Linked DNA regions of Mus musculus: regions 2, 3 and 4 are each linked to region 1. A link is a contact called in public Hi-C data. All regions are on one chromosome and are shown on one strand. Each heading gives the region's core, a stretch centred on a gene start, on an enhancer-like site or on the middle of the called end of the contact. The rest is flanking DNA. Distances are from core to core; before and after follow the strand shown.

The links. A called contact is a pair of places that touch in the nucleus more often than the background predicts.
Region 2: a Hi-C map of uterus shows a contact between it and region 1, with 9 times the contacts expected there. The contact joins two enhancer-like sites. A contact is called at or near these places in 1 of 39 promoter capture datasets (the SN4741 cell line), 7 of 484 Hi-C or Micro-C datasets (astrocytes, embryonic fibroblasts, epidermal suprabasal cells and 4 more), 2 of 115 datasets of contacts at active chromatin or transcription factors (cardiomyocytes and fibro-adipogenic progenitors) and 1 of 9 other capture datasets (embryonic stem cells).
Region 3: a Hi-C map of uterus shows a contact between it and region 1, with 4 times the contacts expected there. The contact joins the promoter of 4933425B07Rik here to the enhancer-like site in region 1. A contact is called at or near these places in 9 of 484 Hi-C or Micro-C datasets (cortical neurons, embryonic fibroblasts, muscle stem cells and 4 more), 4 of 115 datasets of contacts at active chromatin or transcription factors (embryonic fibroblasts, epiblast stem cells, fibro-adipogenic progenitors and 1 more) and 1 of 9 other capture datasets (embryonic stem cells).
Region 4: a Hi-C map of muscle stem cells shows a contact between it and region 1, with 2.6 times the contacts expected there. The contact joins two enhancer-like sites. A contact is called at or near these places in 2 of 15 datasets of contacts at CTCF or cohesin (the NIH/3T3 cell line and stem cell-derived epiblast-like cells), 8 of 484 Hi-C or Micro-C datasets (Sertoli cells, embryonic stem cells, liver and 3 more) and 3 of 115 datasets of contacts at active chromatin or transcription factors (astrocytes, fibro-adipogenic progenitors and vascular smooth muscle cells).

What each region holds. Positions count from the first base shown.
Region 1 is chr14:45,991,479-45,994,178 of GRCm38.p6, forward strand. No RefSeq gene overlaps it. Among named protein-coding and RNA genes, the nearest start is that of Gm34499, 230 kb to the right of the region's middle. Within about 2 kb of position 1,338, at least 18 of the 459 cell types and tissues checked have an H3K27ac peak or open chromatin away from gene starts, as enhancers often do. A contact at or near this core is called in fibro-adipogenic progenitors, muscle stem cells and uterus, where this site is marked.
Region 2 is chr14:46,584,554-46,587,253 of GRCm38.p6, forward strand. No RefSeq gene overlaps it. Among named protein-coding and RNA genes, the nearest start is that of Rubie, 10 kb to the left of the region's middle. Within about 2 kb of position 1,283, at least 8 of the 459 cell types and tissues checked have an H3K27ac peak or open chromatin away from gene starts, as enhancers often do. A contact at or near this core is called in uterus, where this site is marked.
Region 3 is chr14:46,636,110-46,638,809 of GRCm38.p6, forward strand. 4933425B07Rik (RIKEN cDNA 4933425B07 gene) reads right to left here and starts at 1,314. Exons shown (of 5, transcript NR_046460.1): 1 at 1,189-1,314.
Region 4 is chr14:46,510,925-46,513,624 of GRCm38.p6, forward strand. No RefSeq gene overlaps it. Among named protein-coding and RNA genes, the nearest start is that of Gm34756, 31 kb to the left of the region's middle. Within about 2 kb of position 1,342, at least 24 of the 459 cell types and tissues checked have an H3K27ac peak or open chromatin away from gene starts, as enhancers often do. A contact at or near this core is called in muscle stem cells, where this site is marked.

The sequences.
Region 1 (2,700 bases), core at 88-2,587:
AAGTGAATAAATTGCTGTCATTATTTCATTATAGTTTTAGCTTTGGGTTTGTTTACTATTGCTGTCATTGTTGTTGTTTTGTTTTGTTTTCCCAGATTATCGGGGAGGTGGGGTGGAAACCTTAAGTGTCTCAATCAAAGCCAGGCCAGGTTCCTTTTCTTCACAATGCATTTCTGCTAGACTTTAGAAGCCAAAGTTTGTCTGACCAGCTGCTTCTGATCCGGTTTCCACAAGTCTCGATGGAGCGAAACAGGCAGCAATTTACTGTAAATGTGTTTGGGATTGGCTGAAAGCTAGGAAGCACTAAAGGATTCGCCTTTATTTGGCAACCACAGAAGTGTCCTCTAACCTTCAAACCCTGGATGGAGGGAGACCGACAAAGCATTCCTTGCTGGCTCCTGCTTTGAACACACTGGACTCTTGAAGGAATTTTGGGCAGAACAGCTTCTAGAAGGTCCTTTCACCTGCTTCTCAAGCTACATTGAGAACCCCCCCTATCCCAGTCCCAGTTCTCCAACCAAAGCCCAAGTCTACAGACTTCATCTATTTCTCCACGGCAGGAATTGGAGAACAGCAAGATTTTTGAGAACTGCCACGTCCTGCCCTCAGGCGGACACCCTGACCTTGTGAAGTTCAAGTGAGGAGTCTGCTCGAGGGGGAGGTCTTTCACTGACAAGCAAGCTGAGGGCCTGAGACTGAGTGCCCGAGGGCTTGCATCCAGGACTGGTTACATAAGAGAACTTCCAAGAGAGGACAGAACATAGTTTTCAACAAATAAATAAGGCAAAAAGGCTGCACTCACCAGTGCCACAGCTGGGAAGCAACTGTGAGCAATGAATTTCTCATGCTAACAAATCCAAACTCTTCGGAAAACAGATGATGAACCCAGGGCCTGGCACTGGGACTCCTGGCAGAAGCTGCAAAGCTTCAGAGATGGAAGGGTATCTAGAGACGACGAGTTCACAAACACAGCTGAGGGCCAGCAACCTGCTTTCCTGCCCTGCCTGGCCTGGCCTGCCTGGGTGGGTCCCGTCCGTACAGGGTTTCTCCAGGAGGACCGCAGACGAAACACACCTTCATCTGCAGCCCACACACTCGAGAGAGAGAAATAATTAAACAGTTTTTCTTAACCTTCTGACCTCTTCATTTATTATCGCCATCCATTATGTGTACCTTCTCGAATCACAGAATCCCCAAACTGAGCTCTGGGGTCAAGGGTTTATTGTTTAATGGAGATAGAACATTTTGTAAATTGCACGGAGTCACAATGTTTATAATAGACGCTTCTGGTGTACTGAACCTCCCCATTTAACAAACAGTGAGCCTTGACATGTGTTCTTCCTACAGAGCAAAAATCCGGGGTAAGTGCAGTATTGGCATGAATGTGTTACCAAATCCTTCCTGTAAACCCAGTGACATCTGCAGTCAAATAAAAACATTCCTTTCCCCAAATACCAGGAAATGCTGAGAGGATCACTCATCTTCTAAGGTCATGCTTAAATGAAGTTCTGGCTTTGAGAACACACAGCGAGGATGAAGAGGGCCAAGAATTCTGTCCAGTACACATCGGCTGCTACAAGCCTTTGGGGACAACCTCTTGTTTCAACTATGAGCCCGTGTATGGAGAAGCTTTTCCTCGAGTTTAACCTTTGAATGAAAAATGTCAATATTTTAAGAAATGTCCCCACATTAAAAAAAAAATCCCTGTTGTCTTTAAAACAAAACAAAACAAAACAAAACAGAATTTGTCCTTTCAAGTCAGAAATGGATTTGCTTGAAATAAAGCAAACATCCACAAAAAGGTACCCCACCAAAATTACTCATGTATAAAATCCCTACAATTGAGCAAATATCAATATTTTTTAGTAAAGAAACTTCCTCAAAGGTTGGGAAAGTTGTGAAGAATCCTAAGAAGGACTGTGTTAGTCTAACAACTTAACCCTTTGTGTCAGAGAGAAAAAAGAACCGTCCATGTGCGTATTCTGTTCTTTGGGGAACTTTGTTTCGTGATGGTTACGTGCTACCATATGCAATAAAAATGTGACTGATGCAAACATTACAAAGAGTGACTTGCCATGAATTATTTGCATAACTTCTATCTCACAATTAAATAATTGGTTCATGGTCCAGGTTGTACTTAAAACTCTCAAAGGGGGGAAAAAAAAAGAAAGAAAGAAAAGAAAAGAAAGAAACCCACAGTTTTTACATTTTACATGTTTACTGCCTCGGGAAGATTTTCCAAAACAACCCTTAACCATAGTCATTCAGGCTTTTCTCACCTTCCTGAGTTTGAAAGAATCTTGTAGTAGTTAATGCTAGTTTAACACACTCCCTGGGTTGCTTTGATTGCAGCAAGTCGGGCCATATTTGATTAGCCAGCAGGTGTCACTGTGGGTTTGGGTGGCAACCCGACTGACCACAAAAAGAATGATGAGGAAGACAGGGAAAGAAATGAAATGTGAAAAGCAGGTTCTGAGAGGAAAAGCACAAGGCACTTATAAAATCTGTGGCCCCTCTCTTCAGCCTATCAAGAATTCTGTACCACTCTCATGCTGAGAGCCCCAGAAACATAATTCACATACATAAAGGAAGTGGATGCCTTCCATTACTGAAGTCAGCTTCAGTGTATATAAAATAGTGACAGAAATGAGTAAAGCTGAGAGATGAATTCTTGTAGCCTTTGCTTAATCGCTCAAGTCT
Region 2 (2,700 bases), core at 33-2,532, 590 kb after region 1:
ACTAGCTAAGACAGAACAGAGATAGGGCATAAACAATGTAAAAAATATGTATTCAGATGCAATATGTATTTGCATCTGAATACTGCATGTAATTGTCAGTCAGCAAGAAAGTCATATTAATAGCTTTTCCCCAGGGAAAACTTTGCACATCTCAAGAAAATGGTTTGAGTGCTTTATAGTCACTTGGGTCTTTACCCGTTCATACTTATTCAGCTGAGATAACTCTGTACTTAGATGTAGACTTTGTGTGACTCCAGTAGGCATTTTATTAACGAACCCATTAAAACAAAGCAAAAAAATGGATAAAGGCTGGAGAGATGCTCAATACATAAGAGCACTGGCTAGTCTTCCAGAGGGTGCAACTTCAATTCCCAGCTTACAGCTGTCTAGTACTCCAGTGTCAGAAGATCCAGTGTCCCCTTCTGGTCTCTTTGGGCACCGGGCACACATTTAGTGTACAGATATACATGCAGGCAAAATACTCATGCACATAAAATAAGATATTTTTAAAAATTTAAATGTTAAAAAAGAAATCAGCCCAGTCAATGGTCTGCACAGAGACAGACGATAAACCCCATATTCTATTGAAAATGGTTCTATGATCCCTTTTACAAAAATCTGCCATCCTCCTCATGGGAACAAAAGCAGACTGCAGTTCTTTCCACAGTGTGGACATGTTTGGGGTTTTCTACAAGGCCAGAGAAATCACTCCCAGTCTATGTCCCAGTAGAACACAGACAAAGAAAATTTCGTTTCTCTGAAGCACAGATTCAGCTACTCAGTAATCACAAGACTTCTTTGCAACCATTAATCACTCAATATTTACTGTGTGCTGACCGGGCTCTCATCCCAAGCATTTGGATGAAGTTCTTTGCTCTGCAGGAGTACCTGAACTGGGAAAGTGACAAGAACAGACAACATGCATAAGCAGGGAAGGAGTCTAACAGTTGCTAGAGACCTGCTGCACCAAGACCCTAGCTGGACACTCTACACAGGGTAAGCCTCAGATGGCCTTCGAGGCTAGCCTGGTTTACAGACAAATGGTCCTCCTCAGCTTTCAATGGACTAGAGTCCGGTTCCAGCCAGGCCCTCAGGATTTCAGCACCTCTGTTCTTTCTCTGCCCCACGTTTTATTAGCTCCTGCTTTAATTGTGTGCACTGCTTTGCTGGCCCTGCTCGAGAAAGGGAATGTTTTTCCAGGAGGGTCCTTGCAGCAGATGTCCTGACTTCTCCACAATAACAGTCTAAGCGATAACATTGATAACATCTGATTTGCGAGAGTGAAGCTGCCTCCTGGGATGGAGCTGCCTCCCACTATCACTAGGTGACCCAGACCTCCAACAGTGAGCAGACCATTATGTCACAGTTCTTTTAACGGCTTCAGGGAAGTACAGCACAACAACGTAGGCAATCTGAAATCATAGAGACTTAAAAAAAAAATCCTTTAGAGTTGCCTTTTTGAACTAACTGTAATTGTTTGAAAACCACCGTCTTCAAACCTTGGATCGCAATTATTCCGTAGTTTCTGAATATTACAGGGAGACAGCCAAGAGAGCACTGGCATCTGAGAAACTTAATTGAAGACCCGGCTTCCGTAATGGCTAAGCGTTTGAGGCTCTAGTTAGCTTTCTGTCATGTCTGCTCGCCAGTCTCTGAAGCAAAGGGGTTAGACAATAAAGCTTATTTATTTCCTCTGTGCCTTGGTTGCCTTTCTCATCGCTGTAACCAAATACCTGGCAGAAATAACTTGAGAGAGGAGAGATTTATTGTGATCACTGTCAGGGCAGCTTCAGTCCATCACAGCAGAAAAGCGTAGCAGAATTCACGGTGGCAACAGCGAGCAGCAGAGAGTCCGCAATGTGAAGACCGTGGGCTAGAACCTGAGGGAGGTATAACCTTAAAGGCCCACTCCCACCCAGTGAGGTACTTCCCGCAGCCAGGCTCCCACCTCCACCAGACTCCATAGCCTTCAAAGGAGCCCTTCATGCTAGAGACGGGGAGTTGGAAGCAGGAGCCCATGGGAACATTCCACACTCAAGCTAAAACGTTAAGTCATACGCTTACCGTCAGGTCTTGACACACAGCCCTGAGAGTGCTCACCATCTAATGAAGGAGCAAGACCCAGGAATGCTTGAGTCAGTGGGGCATGATCGGTGCTGCAAAATGTGAGAAGGAGATGCCGTGGTAAGACGGACAGGAGCTTCCCATTCATGCAGAAGTAGGAAGAAGGTGTCTGGTACACAGTGACATCATAAGCACAGCCAGGTAGGGCAGTGAGAGACAGCATGAGGGAGAAAGGATGGGAGTGTCCACATTTTCTTGTGGAAACAAGGTTTCCATATAAGGTTTATTAAATAAATAAATAAATAAATAAATAAATAAATAAATAAATAAATAAATAAATAAATAAATGCAATATATACATTTAAATTATAAATATAATATTTAATTTTAATAATTTAACAAACTAACAAAGTTAAATTTCAAATATTTAAATGTTTTATATATAATATATATAAATATAATATATATAATAAAATATAAATACAAAAATATAAAATACATAAAAAATAAAACACATAAGGTTTATAAATAGGATGTAAGGATAGAGAACTTGGAAGAGGAAGGAGGCTAAGACCATCTGTCAGGGGCCTTCTGTGTCACCAAAAGGAACTTGGATGTCCCTTTCACTCTATTGAA
Region 3 (2,700 bases), core at 64-2,563, 640 kb after region 1:
CCAACAGGGTCCACTGAGACCCAAGAAGGCTCAGAGCCATGGAGACCTCATGAGTAAGCCAGGGGGTTCAGGCAGTCTCTCTGTGCCTGCAGTAGGCCCATGGATGCTGCAAGTAAAGGTCACTCCCACCCAGAGCCAACCTTAAACAGAGTCAGGTCTGGAGTCTTAGAAAACTAGCCTTGGGGGGCTGGGGACGGGGTGGGGAAACATATGCTACACATACTAGAAACCTCTTGAGCAAAGGAGACCTGTCTCCACCCTCCTGGCCAATGAGAAGACTGCTTTCTAGGGGTATCTTTGAGGCTGAGGAGGTCTGGGCACCTGTCATACATTAGGTGGAGAGTAGGGAAGGGCTGAGTCATGCTGGGAGGCCAAACCTTCCCATCACTCCCTGCCCTGTCCTCCTTCTCCCCCACTGGAATGACTCAGAGGAACAGCTAAGGTGACTCAGAGAGAAAGCCTTCCCAGTTCCCAAGAAAACACGCACTCGGCCAACAACGAGGTGTATTTCCTTGTGGCTGTGTTATTTTAATGGCAAATGTGTCTCCATAACGGAGCCAACATCCTAGCCAAACTACTCTGGGCCAAACCACGCTGGGTCACACGGCAGGCCACTTTTAGTGGGGAGTGACTGTTTACAATAAATCCAGGCAGGCCTTAAAATGTCAATTTATTCTTCCTAAAAGCTGAACCACACCATGAGAAATGATTGAATCCATCAAGGGACTCCAAGACTCATTATTTTAAGTGGGACGACCAGTTATGAGGGATGTTAGCAGCTGGAGCCCTAGGGAAAGGCTTGTGTGACTGTGGGGAGGCCAGGGTGCCAAGACCCAGAGGTGGATGCTGCCCAATTCTTTCTTCATTTGTCCTCCTTTCTCTGATTCTTGGCTTTGGACTGCTGTGTACAACACTGCCTCTAACACCTCTCCTGGATGTGGAGTTAGGAGATGAAATATCCACTGTTGTTGTTCTAGGTCGCCAAACACAACATAGGTGACGGCTCAAAACTACCTGCAGAGATGTTTCCTTTATGGTCACTCTAACTCTCCTCCTCATCTTCCTCCTCCTCCTCCTCCTCCTCCTCCTCCTCCTCCTCTTCCCATACCCACTGCCCAAGTTTCAGAATCTCTATTAACAGGAGAGGCATCGGAAGGCTTCCAGACATCTTCCTTCCTACTGGCTTACCTTGGTCAAGACTCTAAAGAGAATGATATGGCAATTTCTATTTTCTGTCCCCTCCTTGTCCTCAACCCTGTTAGCATCGGAAGCTGTTTACAGCCAGCCTCTGAATCTATCGATGACATCATCCCTAGGCGACAAGGACCCTCATGCATCTGTTGCCATAGCAACTGGCACACACCTCCTGCACATGCATCACCTTTGTTACCTACATCACGGCCCAGATAAAGGACACAAACCCCAGTCCATAGCCCTCCTCTCTCTCTCTCTCTCTCTCCTCCCCCCCCCTCTCTCTCTTTCTCACTTCCCCTCTTTAAAGAAAGACCTCCCAAAGTGAGAAATGTGCTGGTGTGGCATGATCTGTCCAGGAATATACCACTTTTCAACTAACAAACCCAACGTTAGGTGACTACAAATAACTTCCTTGAAGCTTCCTCCCTCTTTGTCCTTTAGAGAGTCCTTCAGTGCCATCCTACAGATTAATTCACACCGGTCAGTAGGGTCTGGGTAACTTACTGGCCATCTGCACCAGTCTCTTAGGTGGTGACAGAGAGAAGAAACCCTTGTCTGAAAAAAATATTCTCTGGTAAAAAGACAGTGTCTGTTAGAGTGGGGTCCTGAGGAGTCCCCAAGTTCTTACCTGGTATTATAAAAGTGCCTGGAGCTGGGGAGGGGCTGACAGAGGAGTCTGGCAGGCTGAAGGGCCACACATTCAGTCTCTGGGCAATACAAGGCCTCAGTTATCATCTTGTGAGGATGCAGGCCCCTCGTGAGCCTCTAGCCATCCCAGAGGGTCTAGACAGAGAACTCGTCTCAGTCTTCCTTACTCCAGTATATTTTTAAGTAGGCAATCTCAACATGCATAGGTTAGCTACTGAAAAATATGCCAGCATAGGGCTGCAGAGATGGATCGTTGGGTAAACTGGTTGGCAGGAAATACGAAAAACAGTTGGGATCCCCAGCATCCGTGGGAATGCTAGGGAGGCATAGCAGCCTACTATCTACTCCAGTGCTCTAGGGATGGAGAGAGGATCCCTGGGTCACACTGGCTAGCTGGACTAGCAGGCTCATCAGGTTGTAGGATCAATGTGGGACCCAGCTTTAATATATAAGGTGGAAAACAATCAGGGAAGGTACCTCTGATCTAAACCACACACACACACACACACACACACCAAAGTAATTAAATAGTCCTCATTAGCAAGTTGCAATTGCTTTTAGCTTTTCCTTGACCCTGCTATGTGAAGAATCAAAATGACCCACACTAATGTTTGCTAATATCAGGAAGATGTAAAGTGGTTTTAGTCTGTGGAGTTGGGGGTCCTCTCCCCAAGGGACCAGGTAGACAAGGTCAGCCTCTAAGCACCAGACAGCTCCTGGTTTGCGGGGTCCTGTAAATCTGCCGACAAATGAAATGGAACTCCTGTTCTTCCCCTGACCTGTACACCTACCTCCAGAACGAACTCTCAGACAGCCTGACACTCGTGACAACATCAGGTGCCACTCCAAAATTCTACT
Region 4 (2,700 bases), core at 92-2,591, 520 kb after region 1:
TAGCTATGGAACAGCATGGGCCCACTGAACTGAAGGACAGAACATAAAGAATTAAATACAAGCCAGAAAGTAGCCAATGGTTTAGCTGAGTAACTGCATCGATACATGCAGCACAGCACACCACTGTGCCACGGTGTTAGAAGCTACAAACGCATGTGATGTTTTGCTCGTCTGTATTCATTCTCTTCGTCGTGGAACTGTGACAAATATCTGATATGAACAACTTTTGTAAAGGAAAGATCTGCTCATAATTGCAGAGGGTACAGTCAGGATAGTCTCTTGGTCCATGTACTTGGTGGGAGAACATCATGGCAGTGGAAGAAGAGAGCTAGTACCTCCTTCTTCAGACAGAGAGGGGAGGGGGAAGGCACAAAGGAATAGAGAGGGGGAGGAGGGAAGGAAGGAGGGAGGGAGGGAGGGAGGGAGGGAGGGAGGGAGGGAGGGAGGGAGGGACGGAGGGAGGGAGAGTGAATAAGAACAAACCAAGGACAAGATAGCACCCAGGGTCTGTCTCTGATTACCTAGTTTTTCCACCTAAGGCCAACCTCCTACAATTTCCAGAACCCCTCAACAAAAGTGCCTCCAGACCTCAGGCTTGGCAAAGGACTCTGCAGGGGACATTTCAGTACATGTCAGGCTTGGCAAAGGACTCTGCAGGGGACATTTCAGTACACTCCAAGCAGGATGAGGTTGCTGTGGTTTTGTTTTTGGACAGTGCTGGACCAACAGGCAGAAGGCCTCAGCCATGCTAGACCATGTTCTGTTATTGAACTATCTCCCCAGCCCACAACGCACCATTTAATTATGTGTCGGCACATCTATTATTTAATCTTCATTATAATCCCATGGACTGGGAAAACATCGCTCTTCATCTATTATTACAAATTAAAAGGCCAACGGTAGCTCAGTATTGAGACTAGGAGACAAGATAGGTAATTAGTGACAAGGTTTCCATATAAACACTGAACATTAAGGGAAAAGTTGGGGACTGACTGACAAACTTGGAAGAGCTTTTTCCAGTCTGTTTTTGCTCATTTAGTCAAGGTACGGTGGCAAACCAAGACAACAAAACTATTGGCCTTCCTTGTAGAGATGTGTACCTGTTCTGTTGAAAATGTGATGGCTTATATTTGTCCAGAGCTTCTGCCTAAAAGAATAATTTGAGCAAACACAAATTACCTTTTATTCCCAAACTGACCTTCTTGCGATGCATACTAACTGACCAGGATTGAGAAGCCATTGTCCCATTTCAATTCATTTCTTTCTTAAGTTGTCATTTAGCCTTCAGTCTATGAACTCAGAAATGGCTCATGACCTGTTGCCAGGTTGCCAGAGCAAACACATACCAATGATTAGCTTGCTCAGACAGCTCCAGGGCCACTCACACCACATACTTGCCAGCTGGGAGCTTCATGTTTTCAGAGTTTTGCAATCTTTGGTAAATGTGCTAAAATCCATTATTTATGATGACAAGCCCTTCCCTCTGACCCTGTCTAGCATAGACATTCCAGGGATGAAGGAGGATCCATTTATACAGATAAGTCTCTAACACATAAATGGTCCTTAAAACTGACCTTCTCTCAAAGGCCCCAAGATCTCCTTCCCCCCAAAAATCTCCATTTCTAGAACTAGTGGCTGCCCTCAGATTAGACAAGTGATTCTACACTTTGTGCTGTCCGTCCTACAATTTCTTAAAGACTAGAAGAGAAGGCAACAACATTGGCTTATTTTATTGTGTTGATTTTCTTTTGAAAACAGCATCTCCTAGCTACCCTAGGCTGAGCTAAATTCACCATATCCTTACCTCAGCTTTCCTGGGCCTTGGATTGCAGGTGTGTACCACAACCCTGGTCTCTGCAACACACACATTTATTCTTTTCTTCAGTCATTCAACCATGCAACACACTGATGGTGAAAAACATGAGGGTGGGGTGCCCTCTTGGGAATCCCACTCAGCGAAGCACTAACAGCCTTTCAGACCTCTCTGCCCCAGCAAAGTCCATGGGATGGCACAAAGAGGAGGCTTTACCAAGCATTCAGAGACAGGGGGACTGATCAAAGTGTTAGAAAAGACTTCAGGAAAGTGAATGGGGATTTGTGAGCTGGGCTTTGGAGAACAAGGAAGGACTTTCCTCCAGGAGAGATCGGAGGAAGTGGCAGTGCAGGCAGAGAGAATGGTCTAAGCCAAGGACAAGGAAGCAGAAGTGGGGCTGAGAGGTAAGGAGCGCAAATGCGCTGTGTGGTCAGAACACACAACAGAGGCCAAGGATATAATTTGGAACCAAACATCCAAGTCCTTGACCACTTGGATGAATTTCTGCCACCTTACTGAGTCAACAGGAGAGCCATTAAAAGTTTAGACGGAGAAGCAATAGGTGCCAAACAGTGAAACAAAGAGGTTGCTTTGGGGAAAGGTATCAAGTGACCTTTAATTCCTAAAGGTTGGAGTCCAGGGGATGATGGGTAAGGAGTCTTTTACCATAGACTAACTGAGGCAATTAGGTCTTACAGTGAAGCCACAAGAGTGGGAGAGAGGGAATAACAAACAGGATTTGGTATGGAAAGGGGGAGAAATGAAAGGCTAAACTCCCAGGTCTTGAGTCAGTGCCTGGAAAAATTTATATTGTGGATAAAAATGTTTAGACTCAAATTTATACAAAGATTTAGAGATCTTAAAGATTTATTTCAGGACTGCCTGTG